2 separate regions of the Mus musculus genome follow, and region 1 is linked to region 2. The links are chromatin contacts, called in public Hi-C maps. All regions are on one chromosome and are shown on one strand. The core of a region is the stretch at or near the end of the contact, and the rest is flanking DNA. Distances in the headings are between cores, read along the strand shown. Region 1 overlaps Dgki (diacylglycerol kinase, iota). Region 2 has its middle 120 kb from the start of Ptn.

Region 1 (4,473 bases), core at 452-2,951, 280 kb after region 2:
GATCTCAGTGGGGGAAAAGCAAGCTGCAAGAGTCACAGTACCACCTGCATCCCAGGAACTTCTCTGGAAGCCAGCCCCTTCTGCCTTGCTCTCCACTTGTTAGGAGTCATTTTTCCTAATGTATTCGCGTCTAATGTTCTCCTACATCAAGTCCAACCATGCTGCCTCAAGCATGATGCTCCATTCTCATGCTCTCCCAGTGCAAGCCCTTGCATGCTCGCCTTGATCATAAGGTTCTCTCTCTCAATAAAGCTCCTTCCTTCCTTCCTTCCTTCCTTCCTTCCTTCCCTCCCTCCCTCCCTCCCTCCCTCCCTCCTTCCTTCCTTTTTAACATTTTAAAAAAATATTTTATTTATTTACATCTCAAATGTTGACCCTCCCAGTCCCTCCTCCCAGAGTTCTTCACCCCCTCCTCCCTCCCCTTCCCTTCTGAGGGGGTGCTCCCTACCATCCCTCCTCCCTGAGGCATCAAGTCTCTACAGGATTGGGCATCCTCTCCCACTGAGATCAGACAAGGCAGCCCTCTGAGACACAGGCATGAGGCTCCTTTCTTAAGGTAACCTTCAGTCAGCACTTTCCCCAAACCCGCCCCTCTCACTTGCACAGTTTCTTGAAAACGTGGACTCCTTAGACCTTTGTTCCTCTCCCTGGACATGCTCACCGTTTCCCACTTTGGACCCTTTGTCACAGAAACTCCACTGGTGTTGAAATGAGACCCTTTCACACAGGGCCCCTCCCTTGCTTCACATCCCTTTAATACAAAACTCCGAGATCCTCTTTCAATCATCTTACCAATCCAAACTGCCTCCAGTCTTCTGGCTGACCTCTGAGTCCAAAGCTCCCCTGCCACTTGGGGGCTTCTGCTCCCTTTGCCATCAATTCCTTTAAGATGCTTGTCACCACGCAGATGTAAAAGCTCCCCGCACCCCACCCTCCTCCCACGCACAACACACAGGGCCCTGAGTCAGGGGTCTGTATCTCCAGAAAGCTTGTCTCATTTTCCCCAGTGGGTTTTTGGAGACGAATTAAAGGTTGTATTTATTTACTGAATAAAAAAAAAAAATGTGTAGAGTTAGCTGGCATCAAAAGTGCAGTGCAATAAGCCAGGGTAGGATTCAGGTAAATTCAGGTGCAAATTATTATGCACATCAAAGTGTAAGTCCACTTAAGTCTCTGGTAGCTAGAACTACAGCCATGTCAAAAGCTGCGTCTTGGTTCATAGACTGTGTAATTACATTTGTGCTTTACTACTGGATCATTTGAATATCTCATTTAGTTAATGGTAGTGAATTTCTGTTGTCACTCTAAGAGACTTGGCTTAGCTTTTTCCTTGTGCTCTCTCTTCCTATCTTGAAAATCACCTTTACCCTGAGAACTAATAAACCATAAGCAATGAAGAGACAGTTTTAAGTAATAACTAAATTTATCAACAAGTGCTGAGGGCGAGCCTATGGAGCATTTTAGTACCCTATGCTTAGACATTAGGGATAGGCCCATGGGAGAGGTGGAGCTTCATGGAAGAGAGACAGAAAGTGTCTGAGATAGTATAGTTGTGTTTCCATCTGTTGATATAAGCAGAACAGTATGGCACACTGGATTACCAGAAGCCCTGAGTTGAAGATGGCAGCAGGACTGTGCTAGCCAGCAAACATCCAAGGCTGTACTCTAATATGAACAACCATCCAGACACACGTGTAGGAAACAATTATGCAGTGGTGGCAAACAGCCCATGGAGCCTGGATAGATCACTCAGCTCTGTCATCAGGAACTATTATTTTAAATAGCATTACCACTGCTCAGCTGAAACTTTTTACCAATAAAGGAATGCTTCTGGCTGGACTCAGTTTGTTTGTTTTTCCTGAATGCAGATCAGAGTACAATTTTCTGGGGCCCTTTCTATCTAGATGTATTTCAGGAAGTTCATTTAATTAGTGCTTCTAAAATAATATGTGTTTTGGCGTGCACATCACATATGAACTTGAACTGGCCTTCACTCATACTCAGCTTGAGCTCTGTCAGCCATTCTGTGGATCTGTACTCAGTTGCATGGTAGACTCTGTGCAAGGCAAAAGGAGCAGGGGTCAGTAAATCCTTAGCCTCGAGAGTTAAGCTTCCCTGCGCGCCTGCAGGTTCCAAGCATCACCGCCATTCGTTAAAAGCGGAACGGCTGACTTAGCAGCTTTTCCTCCCAATTGATTTTCCTTTCAAACTCAGATCTTTAATATAATTCCTTTCTGTTCCCCTCTAAGAGTTCCCTCATTCTCTTGGCTTCCAGAGATACCGCTGAATTTATCTGTCCTGGGCTCATGCCAAATCACTGTTCCCAATTTAAGAAGTTTGCTTGGACAGAAGTTTTATTATTTAAGATAGGATGAGTCAAGAAAGCCCTTGCCAGGAAATGTCATCTTCCTGGAAAAACTCAAATCACAATTACCTCCAGCAACAATGGAGAGATACAGGCCCAGAGGAGATAACACGGATAATTGAACGTTACAGATAAGCCTCCAAATTCCTGTCAGCCAAAATCTTCAGATGTACCCTACCCCCAGCCAAGCTCTCCAGAGCAGATGATAAGCTGCAAAACCGGCCTTGAGATGCATTGTCTTTTATTGGTTTTTAATAATTGGAAGCTATTAGTGTTTTTAATAATCAGAAGCTATTAGTTCGGAATTGTGAAAAGAGGAGGCACGGAAGGCTGCTCTTTGTGAGTAGTTTCAGAAAGTCAACTTAGTCCAACTGTAGCTATACCTCCTCAATACGTGTGCTTATTCCTCTGTCAGTGGGTTAAATTGGACTTTGTACTAATCTATCATTTATACCCTCATTTATATTAGAAAACATAGTTCATAGTGGATTCTTAACAAAAGGAAGAAATGCAGAGACTCAGAGAATGGCTTCTGTCCTTCAGTTCACACTTTCCTGCCAAAGAAGAGGAGAGGGCGGGACAGAGTTTGTGGGAACTGTAAGGTACTGATGTCTGTGGAAGAGGATGCTCACTGAAGCAGGTGAGAGAGTCAAAAAAGGAGTCTCCTCACACAACTTCCCAGAGGCTCAGTGAACAACCTACCCGGAAAGGCCCCTGGCTCACTGCCGTCTGCAGATACCAGAAAAAACCAACTCTCAACTGAAAGGTCTTCCATCTGATAAAGCTTGTGCCAGTTCAGTTGTAAGTGAGCAGAGCCAGGAAGCGACTCTCCCAGGAAGCCTTGCTGCTCTCCCTATCCAGCATCGTTTTCCCTCATTTTAACTACTGGCCTCTTACAACTCAGGTCTACAGTGAGCCAATTGATAGTGGGCTTGACGAAGCTTTGGTTTCATTAAGTCCCTTCTTTCTAGTGACACTCATGTCTGTTTTCTTGAGCACTGGTCTTTCCTTACCCCATTTTATTGCATCTAACTACTGGTTCCCACAAGTAAGGGGTATCTTAACCCAGAACCTTAAATACATGTTGTACTTATGATAGCAATGTATTATATATTCTGCCCAATGATGTCTAAACATCGATCATGGTGTAGAAACTGATCTAAAGTAGCGGTCAGAATATACACCATATCCAGTAAGTACTGTTTGTTGACATACATTAACAATTAGCTATGCATTCAAGGATATACAAGGAAGTTAAGCATTGACGTAATTCATAGGTTGACTCAAACTACAACTTCAGAAACAGTGTTGCATTATAATATAACCAATCACCCTATTGTCTCGACATTCCAGGATCACGGTCTTTGGTGTGACATCCTACAACAATATAGGAGCTGAAGGGACTGGTGGGCTTGTCCAGATAACTCCACTGATGATCCAGAGCACAAAGCAAGCTCCACAAAGAAACCTGTGGAGATTCCTAAGTTTCTAGATGTTTCTGTGTCAACCTTCTGCAGATCTCGTTTTAGATAAAGCTAAGACTACAGAGGTATGTAATCCAAGAGCACTCATGTCAGAACACCCAGCTCTACCTTTTCCCTTCACTGTTCCCATTTCCTTTGGCTCATACAGAGCATCACCAGGAGCTCCCCTGTCACGTGCACTTCCCTCTTCCCTTCTCCAGCTGCAGTTTTCAGACAGGAGGACCAATGACTCTACCCATCAAAACATGGAGGAACCAAGACCAAAGAGACTCACCAAGTGCCCCTCGGGCACTAGTAACTTACAAGCTTCCCGGAGTTTGTCCTTGTCATAGTGGAGTCCTTCATAGTCTTGTAAACTGATTTTGTTCACACGGATCCTCAGGCGATCTGGGACAGACTGGGGACTGCAAGGCAAAAAGCAAGTGGTCAGATATAGTGCTGGAGCAGAACTGGAAAATGAGAAAGGGTCCTGGAGAGACTGGGGGTGATCGAATCTCCTGTGGGTTAAAAGAAGAGGTTTGTTTATAAACCAGAAATACACAAAAAGTATCTGAAGAGTCCTTTTCTAGAAACCTAATGTAACTGCAATTTAGGTAAGAACAAAGGACTAGGGGGATAAAAGGC
Region 2 (4,433 bases), core at 1,418-3,917:
TCAAGGAGATCCTCACAATACAACAAGTGAAGCTGTGTGACCTTGCACCTTAAAAAAACAAACAAACAAACAAAAAACAAAACCGGCCAGGCTGTGGTGGTGCACGCCTTTAATCCCAGCACTCAGGAGGTAAGCAGATTTCTGAGTTGGAGGCCAGTCTGGTCTACAAAGTGAGTTCCAGGACAGCCAGGGCTACACAGAGAAACCCTGTCTCGGAAAAACAAACAAACAACTATGGTTGAATAAAGATGCCTATGGCCTGTAGCTGGCCAGAAGAGAGGTAGGTAATGCTTATGTTCCCAACCTTGAGAGATGAAGACAGAGGAGAAGATTCTGTGGGATACATGAATAATGGAGACATGGCCATGAAGGCTGGCCAGTTGGAATAAGAGCAGCCCAGGCAAAATGAGACAAGTTTTATCATGGAATTATTGACAGGGATGTAGACAAAATAACTTAGAGGGTTGATATCTGCCCAGCTCTAACGCTTAAAAGCTTGTTGTAAGTATAAAGGTGATGTGTCTTCTGCTTGGGAACCGAATAATCAACAGTGGGGTGGAAACCCCCAAATAATTTTACTACACTCGTATATGATATTTAAGTATATAAGTATAAGATATATAAGTAGTGAGGAGTATATGGGATAGTTTGGAAGGAAGAAAAAGAATGGGGAAATGATATAATTATTTTATAATATTGAAAAATAAAAGTGCAAGAGTCCTTGGTGATATGGGCATAATGGAGGACCTGTACTGCCAGATCTTGACAAGTCTGAGGTAAGAGGCTGATGAGTTTGAATCTTACATAAGCTATATAGCAATATCTCATAAAAGAAATCACTTGTATGTTTGGTAGTTTAATAAGGAATGATTGTAAATATTTCTTTTCAAACAAAGCTTTGATAAACAAAGCTTATCAAAAACTAAAATTAAAATAAATATTGATAAAAAATAAATATTATCATGAGTAAGAGTTAACAATGTGGAAAATGCATCTAGATTTCATTAGACCTTCAAAAATAATCAAAAACACTTTAGAAATAAAATAACTCCTAAATTAATCTTACTATTTTTCCTTTAATTGAAAATAGATGTGTGGGTTTTTTCTATATCAGACCTTGATTATGGTTTCCCCTCCCTCTACTCCCAGTTCTTCCCCACTGCTGACATCCAGATCCACTCAGCTTTCATTAGAAAAGAAACAGGAGTCTGAGAGATTATACTAAAGTAAGATAAAACAAAAAGTAACACCTCAGAATAGGACAAAACATTATATATATATATATATATATATATATATATATATATATATATATGACACAATTTAAAACAATAAGGGGCCCCAACCTGACATTATGAGACAAGGAACCACCAAAGAAGTTGCTGAGTTAATGCTATATTGGCCATCTACTGCTGCGCATGCAGCCTGCCCATAAGAGTAATTTTCCCAGTGAGCCTTCCTTGGAGAAAACTAAATTTTTACTTTCAAGTAATTATTCGTCGGAGTTAGCTTCTGGGTCAGGCATGGGGCATGTGTACCTACTCCTTTCAGATCTAGGACCCCATCTGTTATAGTCTCATGCAGTCCCCGTACATGTGGCTTCTGTCACTGAGTTCACATGCACCTCAGACCTGTTCTGTTTTGAATGCCCTTGTTACCTTGGTGATCTCCATCGCCTCTGGCTCTTATACTCTTTTCTGCCTCCTCTTCCACAAGATTTCCCTAACCCTGAGGGAAGGAATTTGAGAGAATTTTCCCATTTTGGCTGAGTGTTCCAAGGTCTCTCAGTGTCTGTGTCATGTCTGGCTGTCTCTCTGTAGATCTCTGTGTTAGCATCTCTCTTCTGCAGGAGAAAATTTCTTTGATGATGGCTAAGCAAGGCCCTGATCTATGAGTAGAACAGAAGGTCATTAAGAGTCCTTTTATTGCTACATGGTTTTAGTAGAATCATAGTATTTGGTTTTACCCTAGGACCCTGGGCTATCTAGTTTCAGATTCTTGGTTAACTAACTCTTATAGCATTAGCCCAGGATCCAAATTAGAACTGTTGGTATGACCTGGATGAGGAGGAAAATGTGTCCCCCTGTCTTATGAGCAATAGAGAGTGTTTCTCTGACCAGCCCTCAGTCTCCTCAGAGCCTTACCTTGGGGATTAGCCAGCTCTTCCTGAAGGATCTCCTCATCTCCTTCCAGCCAGTGATTGATTATACATCTTCATTGCCTAGGCAATTCATGCACAGAATGTAGGATGGACTCAGCAGTCAAGGTAAGAAGAGGAGGGAAAAAAGTAATTTGGGACAAGCTGTGGTTTAGGTAGAAACTGTGTTTTAAACAACAACCCACTGATTCTATGGTAAGCCTGCTTAGCTGTTCAGAGGGTGTGCATGTGTGTGTGTGTGTGTGTGTGTGTGTGTGTGTGTGTGTGTGTGCTGTGTGTGTCTTCTTTCACGCTGAAATGAAAATGCCCTTAAACGTTAGAAATATTCTTTGCAGAGAGAAATAAGCAACCAAGACACTTTCCTCACTGATATCCCCTCCAAATATAAATAGTTTTATAAACATTTAAATATTTTCTCTGTTTCTTGGAAGATTATAAATGAGAGAGAGAGAGAGAGAGAGGGAGAGAGAGAGAGAGAGAGGCAGAAAGGGAAAGAGGGAGAGAGAGTCAGATCACAGGTCCAGTCAACATGGATGCATAAACCTCACACCTGAAACAGAGATTATTTTATTATCACAGAACTAGAAAAAACTGCTGGTTTATAAAATGACTTGCAACCCCAGTCAGCCCTCAAGGCTTTAGGGAAGTTAAGGCTTCCCTCCTCCCATCCTCCTCCCTAGAAATATTAACATAGGGAAAGTGAAAGCAAAGAACTTCAGAATGAGTTGATGGAAAAGAGAGATGTATAGAAAGCCAGAATAAAATTTGGGAGATGGAAATTACCACAGGTCAATGAATGCCTTTGTTGTTCTGGGATGTTCATTTCAAAAAGCAGGAAAATGAAAGATAGGCTATAAAAGTCTCATCAGATTGGCAGCCCCTGGCTCACTGAAGCCCTCTTTTCATCTGCTCTATTTTGGTGTCCACATGTCTTTCCCTCAGAGATCATCTGCCACCAAATTTCATTGGGGGATCCAAACTTCCATTTAAGTAAAGTATACCTCGGAGTGGGAGGATTTTCTTTACAGTAAACTAGAGTCCCAGAGTACTTTTATGCAAACTCTTTCAAAGAACAGTCCTCCCAATCCCGTTGTAAATGTCATTATTTTGCCTATATTACAAGACAGCTTAGCTTCATTAAGTGTCATTATTTTGGATTAGGTTCATCACAATCATTTTAAAACTTCATTCTGAAATTTGTCATGTAAGCTACTCTTCAATTTTTTATCATGTACTAATTCAGTAACTATGTTTTCTAAGTACTTAGTCATATCATTGATTAAAATATAACAAGGGCAAGAAGAATAGAATCAACAATATTGTGTTAGAAATACCCAACATACAGAAAGAGCAACTTAACTCTAGAGTGGTTGCTTGATAACACTCAGAACAATTCAGACTATTTTTCAGTCTATCACTAACCATGAAGTAAGAGGAGCCTTTGTCTAGATGGCATGTAGAAGCCATTACACCTAACATTTCAGCCCTATATTTTTAAGGGCAATATATTTTTATGTATCATTAATCGATAAATCTATATTGCCCACAACCAATAACCACATTAACTTGGCTACAGGATCTAAAACATGGTTAATAACTCATCTTTGATGTCATCCATCTGACACCATAGCAGTGTACTTGGGGAATTTTCTCTTTTTTCTAAAATAAAAAAGCCTTGAAGACGTAATTTTGAATATTGAATGTTCTTCTCGGCACACATATTCTTACCATTTTATTAGCTTCACAATTCCAAGCACCAACATTGTGCATTTCTAATATTTTGGAACGCTGTCATTATGTTGTAAACAACATAACAGTGTTTGGGTGCCAGAGGGTAGATAAGTGTGGGATTTCCATAGAAACAGGCAGAGATTCTTAATATTGCCAAAACAATTTGGCATTTTGAAGACAATTTGTCACTTCCAAACTTCCTGATAATTGGCCTTACTGGCATGACTATTCAAAAACATTAACACAGCATCGTACACCACTTAGCTTATTTAAAAGCTAAATATGTGAAAAGGTTTAAAGGTATTTCCTGGTAAAAAACCGTGGATTTGGATATCATACTTGAGACTTCAACCTTAGTTTTAGCAAATCTCGATATGGACAAGTCCTCATCTTACATTTTATGATCTCGTTGATTCTAATCATACACATTTTCGTAACTTCAGTCTGCCTTTTACTCGGAATCACCCTTCTCTGACCCTTCCCTGGATCTTTTCCAGGTTTGTTGCACACTGCTTAGGTAGGTTGATCACATGTTCCACAGCTT

Evidence for each region. Hi-C and Micro-C count contacts between places; a contact is called where the count stands out from the background.
Region 1: a Hi-C map of the N1E-115 cell line shows a contact between it and region 2, with 3 times the contacts expected there. The contact joins two enhancer-like sites. A contact is called at or near these places in 1 of 39 promoter capture datasets (hippocampal neurons), 1 of 15 datasets of contacts at CTCF or cohesin (the NIH/3T3 cell line), 10 of 484 Hi-C or Micro-C datasets (the HL-1 cell line, MC3T3-E1-derived osteoblasts, the N1E-115 cell line and 5 more) and 1 of 115 datasets of contacts at active chromatin or transcription factors (extraembryonic endoderm stem cells).

What each region holds. Positions count from the first base shown.
Region 1 is chr6:36,970,995-36,975,467 of GRCm38.p6, forward strand. It overlaps Dgki (diacylglycerol kinase, iota), which reads right to left. Exons shown (of 34, transcript NM_001081206.2): 22 at 4,153-4,253. Among named protein-coding and RNA genes, the nearest start is that of Gm52857, 70 kb to the left of the region's middle. Within about 2 kb of position 1,702, at least 7 of the 459 cell types and tissues checked have an H3K27ac peak or open chromatin away from gene starts, as enhancers often do. A contact at or near this core is called in the N1E-115 cell line, where this site is marked.
Region 2 is chr6:36,687,139-36,691,571 of GRCm38.p6, forward strand. No RefSeq gene overlaps it. Among named protein-coding and RNA genes, the nearest start is that of Ptn, 120 kb to the right of the region's middle. Within about 2 kb of position 2,668, at least 2 of the 459 cell types and tissues checked have an H3K27ac peak or open chromatin away from gene starts, as enhancers often do. A contact at or near this core is called in the N1E-115 cell line, where this site is marked.